Linked DNA regions of Capra hircus: region 2 is linked to region 1. Evidence: chromatin contacts called from public Hi-C data. All regions are on one chromosome and are shown on one strand. Each heading gives the region's core, a stretch centred on a gene start, on an enhancer-like site or on the middle of the called end of the contact. The rest is flanking DNA. Distances are from core to core; before and after follow the strand shown. Region 1 has its middle 58 kb from the start of RPS6KA2. Region 2 holds the start of FGFR1OP (FGFR1 oncogene partner).

What was found. A called contact is a pair of places that touch in the nucleus more often than the background predicts.
Region 2: a contact with region 1 is called in a Hi-C map of blood, with 7 times the contacts expected there. The contact joins the promoter of FGFR1OP here to the enhancer-like site in region 1. A contact is called at or near these places in 3 of 5 Hi-C or Micro-C datasets (all in blood).

What each region holds. Positions count from the first base shown.
Region 1 is chr9:89,127,497-89,131,488 of ARS1.2, forward strand. No RefSeq gene overlaps it. Among named protein-coding and RNA genes, the nearest start is that of RPS6KA2, 58 kb to the left of the region's middle. Within about 2 kb of position 2,270, at least 1 of the 5 cell types and tissues checked has an H3K27ac peak or open chromatin away from gene starts, as enhancers often do.
Region 2 is chr9:89,268,953-89,272,944 of ARS1.2, forward strand. It overlaps FGFR1OP (FGFR1 oncogene partner), which reads left to right and starts at 1,685. Exons shown (of 13, transcript XM_018053465.1): 1 at 1,685-1,872; 2 at 3,368-3,421. The coding sequence starts at 1,768.

The DNA of each region.
Region 1 (3,992 bases), core at 1,020-3,519:
CTGACCTGCCTGGTATAATATCATGCTTCCTGTCAAAGGCATGAGCGGCGCCTGCTCACAGTCCACAGCTGAATCTGTGTTAGGGTTTTAAACAGGAGACCCCATAATGCTCCCAGTTGGGGTAACAATCTAATGCAAAGTTTTGGAAGGTCTTACCAAAAGTACACGTGGAGAGAGACGGGGAGAGAAGGCGGAGGCAGACTCGTCACTCACGGCTGCCCGCGCACTTGCCCCATACCCTCGGGGTGTGCCCGGGGCATGCGGTGTGGGCTCTGATTTGTGGGTTCTGTCCTCAGTGGGGCTTCCCAGGTGGTGAAGTGGTAAAGAACCCACTTGCCAATGCAGGAGACGTGGGTATGATCCCTGGGTCGGGAAGATCCCCTGGAGAAGGGAATGGCAACCCTCTCCATTATTCTAGCCTGGAGAATTTCGTGGACAGAGGAGGCTCGCGGGCTACAGTCCGGGGGTTGCAACTGAATATGACTTAGTGACTAAACAACAGTCCTCAATGTGAGAAGGAAGTCCTGCTCATCATACCCAGGGTGAATCTGAAAACACAGCCAACCGTTTTCACCCACTCAGGGGCCAAGAGCCCCAGAGGGGCACTGGCTGCCCAGAAAGCTGCTCCTGGGCTCCCAGGAGCCTCGACTTTGGATGTGATCCAGGCCTGATAGAAACAGCCTCCTTGAAGAGCGCTTGGGTCCTGTCTGCGGCTCTTGCAGGTCACACCTCATGGGCCTGGCCTCTGACTGCTGAGGGAATGGTTCACAGAGGGCCCCGCACCTCCGTCTATCTGGACCTGAACCCCAGGACTCCGTCTGTCACCCACCAGCCTCCTTTTCTTTGCCTTCGTTCATTTCTACGAGCGAGAAGAATCACTGCTGTTCAGTGCGGCTGGTCTAAACGTGGATCGTGATGAAGTGTAAACAGTGAGCTCGATTTTCCAGCAGACACGTACTTCCCTGTGCATCCCTGGGCTTCCCTATAACGCTGAATAAAAGTTTTGCTAAGACTCATCAGCTGAAAGTGAAAAGTGAAAGTTGCTTAGTCGTGTCTGACTCTCTGAGACCACACTGACTGTAGCCCGCCAGGCTCCTCTGTCCATGGGATTCCCTAGACAAGAACACTGGAGTGGGTGGCTGTTCCCTTCTCCAGGGGATCTTCCTGACCCGGGGACCAAAGCTGGGTCTTCCACATGGCAGGCAGATTCTTTACCATCTGAGCCACCAGGGAATTCTTTTCTTGAACAGGTTATAAAATAGACTGAGAAAAGCTTATGAAGAAAGTATGAAAGGCCAACTTCCTGCCACTACAACGCATCTCATTTTCCGAGTTTACTGACATTAGGATTCAGTGTGAAACGGTATGGACATCTGTCTAGTCACTAGGCTGAAATAATAGAACCATCCTGAGATTTTATATAGCCAGAGATCGTCGATCATTCACTTCTCATTACACGATTTTTATGTCTAGTAAGGAAATCTAATTCATTCAGGATGATGGTATTGAGGACTTTTTTCCCAACCAGATTCTTCAGACTGGGCTGCTAATAAAAATACAGTGAGACTCAGAGAGGAAAACCCTAAGCATGTGAAAAGTAAAATGCTGGCATTCAGTAATAAGTGTTTATGTCAGCAAACAAATGCAGGACTAGCCACTCATGGCCCAGCTTTGTCTGCTCCAAGATTACAGGTCCTGGAACACAGGGGCTGTGCAGGCCCCAGTCCTACAGTGAGTCACCGAGAAGCCGTCACTTCTCAGAGCAGCTCCTGAACTGCACCAGTTCTGGTGACCCACCACCTTGATAGGGCCAGGGAAGCAAGACTCTTATGAGAGTCCAACATGCTGACAACCAGGAGCAGTTCTGTCTAGTATGAACAGAATGTGGTTTGATGCATTCACGTAAATTAAATAAGCCTGACCCGCACCCAGGCTTCTGTGACCTGTTTGGAACCCACAGGGATCGGGCCATCGTACCTGCCAAGCCCGTGGAGAATCTACAGGCCGGACAATAAAAGCTGCCCCCGTTCCATGGGCGCAGGTCGAGTTATTATTGCTGGGAGACACAAAACAGCTGTAAGTCCATCTTATAACATCCCTTATCTCTAATGTCAGTATTTCAACCAGACAGCTGCTCAAAATCCTACAAGAAATCTACCTCCACCTAAAATGATTCATTTAGGCCAGATTCCTGGAAAAGCTTCCAGGGGACCCTGAACTCCACACACAGTGGAATCCTGAAGCTGGCCGGCCGCCAGCCCCCTGGCCCCTGGTGTGGACAGCACTGGCTGCCCAGCGTTGCAGCCCTGCCCAGCTCTGATGTCTCATTTGCTCATTGTGAAGGCAGAGAAAAGAGATTTCAAAGAAGTGCTGTGCGTGAGGTCACATGCATCACCTCCCACCTCCCCAGTGGCCTCGGATTCAGAATAAAACTCAGTCTTCCTGGATTGCTGGGTGACATTCCCAGGGTGACACGCAAGACAGACCCCTGCCGTACAAAGACGTTATTACACAACTCCAGGCAGCTCTGGGTCTCACCCAGAGCATCAGAGAATTCAAATCGTACTGGGGGAGGGGGGTTTCCACTCTTCCAAAAGCACACCACAGCTGGCTCTGCTGGCCTTCGGGCAGCATAAAATAACGCCCAAAGTGAAAAAGACTTCACGTTGAATGTTTTTGAAAAAATGTAACTGATATTCGCGTGGAGAAAAGCAAGCCACGGCGGTGTCACTTACCTCCGCCAATGCAGCTGTCTTCGTCTCGAGCGAGGGCGGGTCAACCTTGTCCTGTGGGGGCAGAGAGTGAAGAAAAGTCCTTTAAGTCACAGGACTTCCTGGACGGTTGCTGCTCGGGGAGGATGGCTACACGGACACTCACCAAGGCTGGCAGCTTTTTGTTTCTGAACATGAATCTCCACATCGCTGTCAATAACTTGAGGAGTTTCACTAGCTCTCAGAAAGCCCGTCAGTACAAACACCGAAAGAAGGGAACTTGCAAACTTTTGAGCAACTTTTACATTCAGCCAAAGGAAGTGATGTCCCATCCCCAACCTCAAGATGTAACCGAAAAAAAAAAAAAGTCACTTATTAATCTCCAGATGCACAGCCTTCAGCTAAGGAGCTGTGGTTATCACTGGGGGCCGGCCAGCATCTTAGGGTGACCTTGAGGCCCTCTGTCCTACGGAAGGTGCTCATTCAGCAGTAGCAGGCAAGACTTCTAACCTGTAAATAGGCTAACGGACACCTGATTAAAATTCCAATCACGTTCAGCCATAGGGGTTCGGCCTGGAGACGCACACAGCTCCCTGCCTCCCCTTGTCTAGACTCAAAACTCCCATAACCTGAAGACTTTACTTAGCACCATGACTTGAGGTCTTGAGAACAGAAACCACGGCTTTGCCTGCGTCTGCACACAGCATCCTGGGGGCACGCTTGTCATTTTCTGCTATAGTCTTAATTTCTCCTGTGTTCTCTGTTCTGAGGTTCGAATCCACCAAAACATGAGCTGGAGAAAGTGGGCAAACATATCTCTTTCACCCTTGACTAGTAACTGTGGCTCAAGGATCAGAAGACAGAGAGGCTGGATCCCCCCCGACCACGACTTTGGCCCCTTCCTGCCTAACGGGCTACAGGAAGGGGCCCTGTGGGGACCCCAGCTCGAGAGAAGCCCGTGGTTACCAGCACCGCGAGTTCACCTGCTTCACTAGCGTGTCTTCACGGTGACGGGGCAGGTGCCGGCCACGGCTCCCGTTCCCTTGAGTCCCTGCCTCTCCATGGTGGGTGGAGTTTACAAACTCCCAGATCCGGTGACACAGAGCATCTGGATGTGGAACCCCAGCCCATCAGCGCCTGCATCGCCTCCAGGTGCGGCCAAGACTTCGAGCCCCGCTCCGCGGCCGTGTGTCCTTGCTCTCCGACCCCCAGCTGGACGGTGAGTGTTGAACGGCAGGAACACACTTCCTTCTACGTGACTGACTGCTCGTTTCTGCAGCT
Region 2 (3,992 bases), core at 435-2,934, 140 kb after region 1:
AAGAACTAAAAACAGACTTAATTGTATTAATAGCTGGGGGAGACCTGGGTTCGATCCCTGGGCTGAGAGGATCCCCTGGAGAAGGGAAAGGCTACCCACTTCAGTATTCTGGCCTGGATAACTCCATCGACTCTATAGTCCATGGGGTCACAGAAAAGTCAGACACGAGAAGGTGATGGCACCCCGCTCCAGTCCTCTTGCCTGAAAAATCCCATGGACAGAGGAGCCTGTTGGGCTGCGGTCCATGGGGTCTTGAAGAGTCGGACACGACTGAGAGACTTCCCTTTCACTTTTTACTTTCTTGCATTGGAGAAGGAAATGGCAACCCACTCCAGTGTTCTTGCCTGGAGAATCCCAGGGACGGGGGAGCCTGGTGGGCTGCCGCCAAAGGGGCCACACAGAGTTGGACACGACTGAAGTGACTTAGCGGCAGCAGCAGCAGGGTATGGTATCAGGTGAGACCTAGGTGAGTAGGGAGGATGCAGATACTTTTAGCATTTTCTGCTTTCTTTTTATTTTAAACCACTGGTATGAGTAGCTTTCATAACAGACAAAACAAATGCAAATAAATCAGAGCCTATTACAAAGAATAGCTGTGAAACATCCTTAAAGAGAATACTGCTGCTGCTGGTAAGTCGCTTCAGTCGTGTCCGACTCTGTGCCACCCCAGAGACGGCAGCCCACCAGGCTCCGCCATCCCTGGGATTCTCCAGGCAAGAACACTGAAGTGGGTTGCCATTTCCTTCTCCAATGTATGGAAGTGAAAAGTGAAAGTGAAGTCGCTCAGCCGTGTCTGACTCTTCGCGACCTCATGGACTGCAGCCTTCCAGGCTCCTCTGTCCACGGGATTTTCCACGCAAGTGTACTGGAGTGGGGTCTACATAGGAGTTAAAAAGAGAGAGGCAGAATATATATGTACCCTTCAAAAAAATGATCAGGATTTACTGAGTGAAGTTAGTAAATTAAAAAGCAGTAAGCATAGCTTCCAAATTAGGGACGTGAAGAAAGTACTTGGTGTAACACACCCACGTGCAAGGCTGTCTGGAAAGGCACATGTCAGTTCGAACAGACCTGCCAGGAACCGCGCCTTTTCCTTTCTCATCTGTAGCTCAGATGGTCACCTGCAGGCCAGCGCGTTGGAGCCCCGGGCTCCTGGAGAAAGTCGACTCTGAGGACCGGCTGCAGACTCGCCGAGCGGGCGTCGGGGGATTCTAGAATCTACAGCTTTCCCCTTAAGCGCTAGTGGTTTGGGATCACCTTCCTCCACACGTGACAGCGCAGCTGTGAGAACACGCAGGGTGGAAAGCACAGCAACGCAGCGTTTGCACGTCCACACACCCTCCAGTGCACGGCGCGGGGAGGTGTGCGCTCCCGACGAGCGTGCACACACACCTACCCTGCACGCACACTTCGGCCGCACCTTGGGAAGCCAGTGGGGGACCCAGGACTTCAGCCCGTCTTCCACAGCAGCGACCCGCGGGCGTGCACCTGACACCATCCAAAGGCCACTATTTCCCCCTGCCTCCCGGCCGAACCCCACTTTCCACCCGGGCCCACCCCTCAAGCCTCTGGCCTCTGGGGACCGGGAGGCCCCGCCCACCCCGCCCCGCCCGAGGCCCCGCCCACCGCGCGCCGCCAGAGGCCCCGCCCCGACGTGACGGCGGGCTGCGCGCCGGCGCCGGGGGCGTGGTCTCGGCCGCGCGCCCTGAGGGCTGAGGCGACCGGCGGCCGTTGGCGCGGCTTGGGCGGTTGTCTTGGAGAAGCAAGATGGCGGCGGCGACGGCGGCCGCGGTGGTGGCGGAGGAGGACACGGAGCTGCGGGACCTGCTGGTGCAGACGCTGGAGAACAGCGGGGTCCTGAACCGCATCAAGGTGAGGCGGGGGCCTGGGAGCTGGCGGGCGGCTGCGGGCCGCGCTCGCGCGCCGCAGGGCCTGTGTGGACGCCGGCGTCACAAAGGGGCGCGGGGCGCGACGGACGGGCCGCCCGGGCTGGGGTCCGAGCCGCCGGCCACCTCGCGGGGGTCGGGGGTCAGTCACGGGGAGCCCCAGGCGGTGCGGCTGTGAGCGGACGAAGGGGCCCAGCCGGCTTCAGTCGCAGGAGGCCGACCCCGGCGTCCGGGGTCCAGTCTGCCGCAGCCCCGCCTGGTTCCCACTGCACGTTTGGGGTCCAGTTGCTCACTGTCCCGTCTGATCCCCACTGCACGTTTGGGGTCCAGTTGCTCACTGTCCCGTCTGATCCCCACTGCACGTTTGGGGTCCAGTTGCTCAGTGTCCGGTCTGATCCCCACTGCACGTTTGGGGTCCAGTTGCTCACTGTCCCGTCTGATCCCCACTGCACGTTTGGGGTCCAGTTGCTCACTGTCCCGTCTGATCCCCACTGCACGTTTGGGGTCCAGTTGCTCACTGTCCCGTCTGATCCCCACTGCACGTTTGGGGTCCAGTTGCTCACTGTCCCGTCTGATCCCCACTGCACGTTTGGGGTCCAGTTGCTCACTGTCCCGTCTGATCCCCACTGCACATTTGGGGTCCAGTCTCCCGCAGCCCCCTCTGGTCCCCACTGCACGTTTGGGGTCCAGTTGCTCACTGTCCCCTCTGAACCCCACTGCACGTTTGGGGTCCAGTCTCCCGCAGCCCCCTCTGGTCCCCACTGCACGTTTGGGGTCCAGTTGCTCACTGTCCCGTCTGATCCCCACTGCACGTTTGGGGTCCAGTCTCCCGCAGCCCCCTCTGGTCCCCACTGCACGTTTGGGGTCCAGTTGCTCACTGTCCCGTCTGATCCCCACTGCACATTTGGGGTCCAGTCTCCCGCAGCCCCCTCTGGTCCCCACTGCACGTTTGGGGTCCAGTTGCTCACTGTCCCCTCTGAACCCCACTGCACGTTTGGGGCTCATGTGTGCGCTGCTCCCTGCTGGTCCCTCCCCGCCCCCGATCGTCCAGTCGCCCACGGTGGTCGAGTTGCCCCCCGCTCCTTCGCTCTCCCCCACCTCTGGCCTGAGCTGCCGGTTGGCCAGCCTCTCCAGCTTTCTGAAACAAGCGGGTTGCGGATGTCCAACAGCTTGTTTCTTGGGGTGTATTTCTCATTCATTCACATTACTGGTGGGCATGAATAAGGACTGGAGATCACAGCTTAAACCAGAGAGATGGGTGCTGGGAGAGAGAGTGCCGCAGGAACAGTAGCCTTGAGAGCTTGTCATTTTCTTCAGTGTCAGGATGCCCTCTGACCTCTCTCTGCACCTGCCTCCTAAGCGTTATAATCTTGCTGGTTTTCGTTTTGAGTTTGGAAATGTTGGTGTTTGTGCTTCTTACCATGAAAATTGTCTGGAGATAATTTTTGTTCCTTTCCTCCTCCCCACCCTGCTTTTTAAAGGCTGAACTCCGAGCAGCTGTGTTTTTAGCGCTAGAGGAGCAAGAGAAAGTAGAGGTATGAAATCTACAAACTTTAATGACCGTATTTATTTATGTTTAAGTTCTAATTACTTAAAAACCATTCTGGAATGCTGTTTATAGTAGTGTATAGTCAGGGATAATTTTGAACTAAAGATTATGCTTCTTTACTGTTAGGGGAGGGTCGAGGTTATTCTCTTTGCATGTATACTTTAGAGTTTTGGGGTAACCTAAAGAAAGTTATCACAGGAACTCTGAAGTCAGCACTAAATCTCATAGATCCCTACCCTTAGGGGAAATTGGAAACACTTGAAGAAATGGGTTCGTAGTCCTGTATGCTCCAGGGACCTCTAATTCATTAATGTTTAAAATCGTTATTATCACACCTAAAAATTTCTTTTGCTGCTATCAGGAACAATCTCCTAATTGAGTATCCCAGTCCTTAACCTTAACCAAAAAAAACCAGTTCCTGTAATAATCAGTAGTTACAGAACGGGTTTAACCAAGATTTTTTGTGTGATAGTATTTTACTTAATATCTTGCCAAAAAATTAAACTTTGGTCTACATTTTGTAATGGTTTTGGGGACGAACATGTAACGCTTAATGA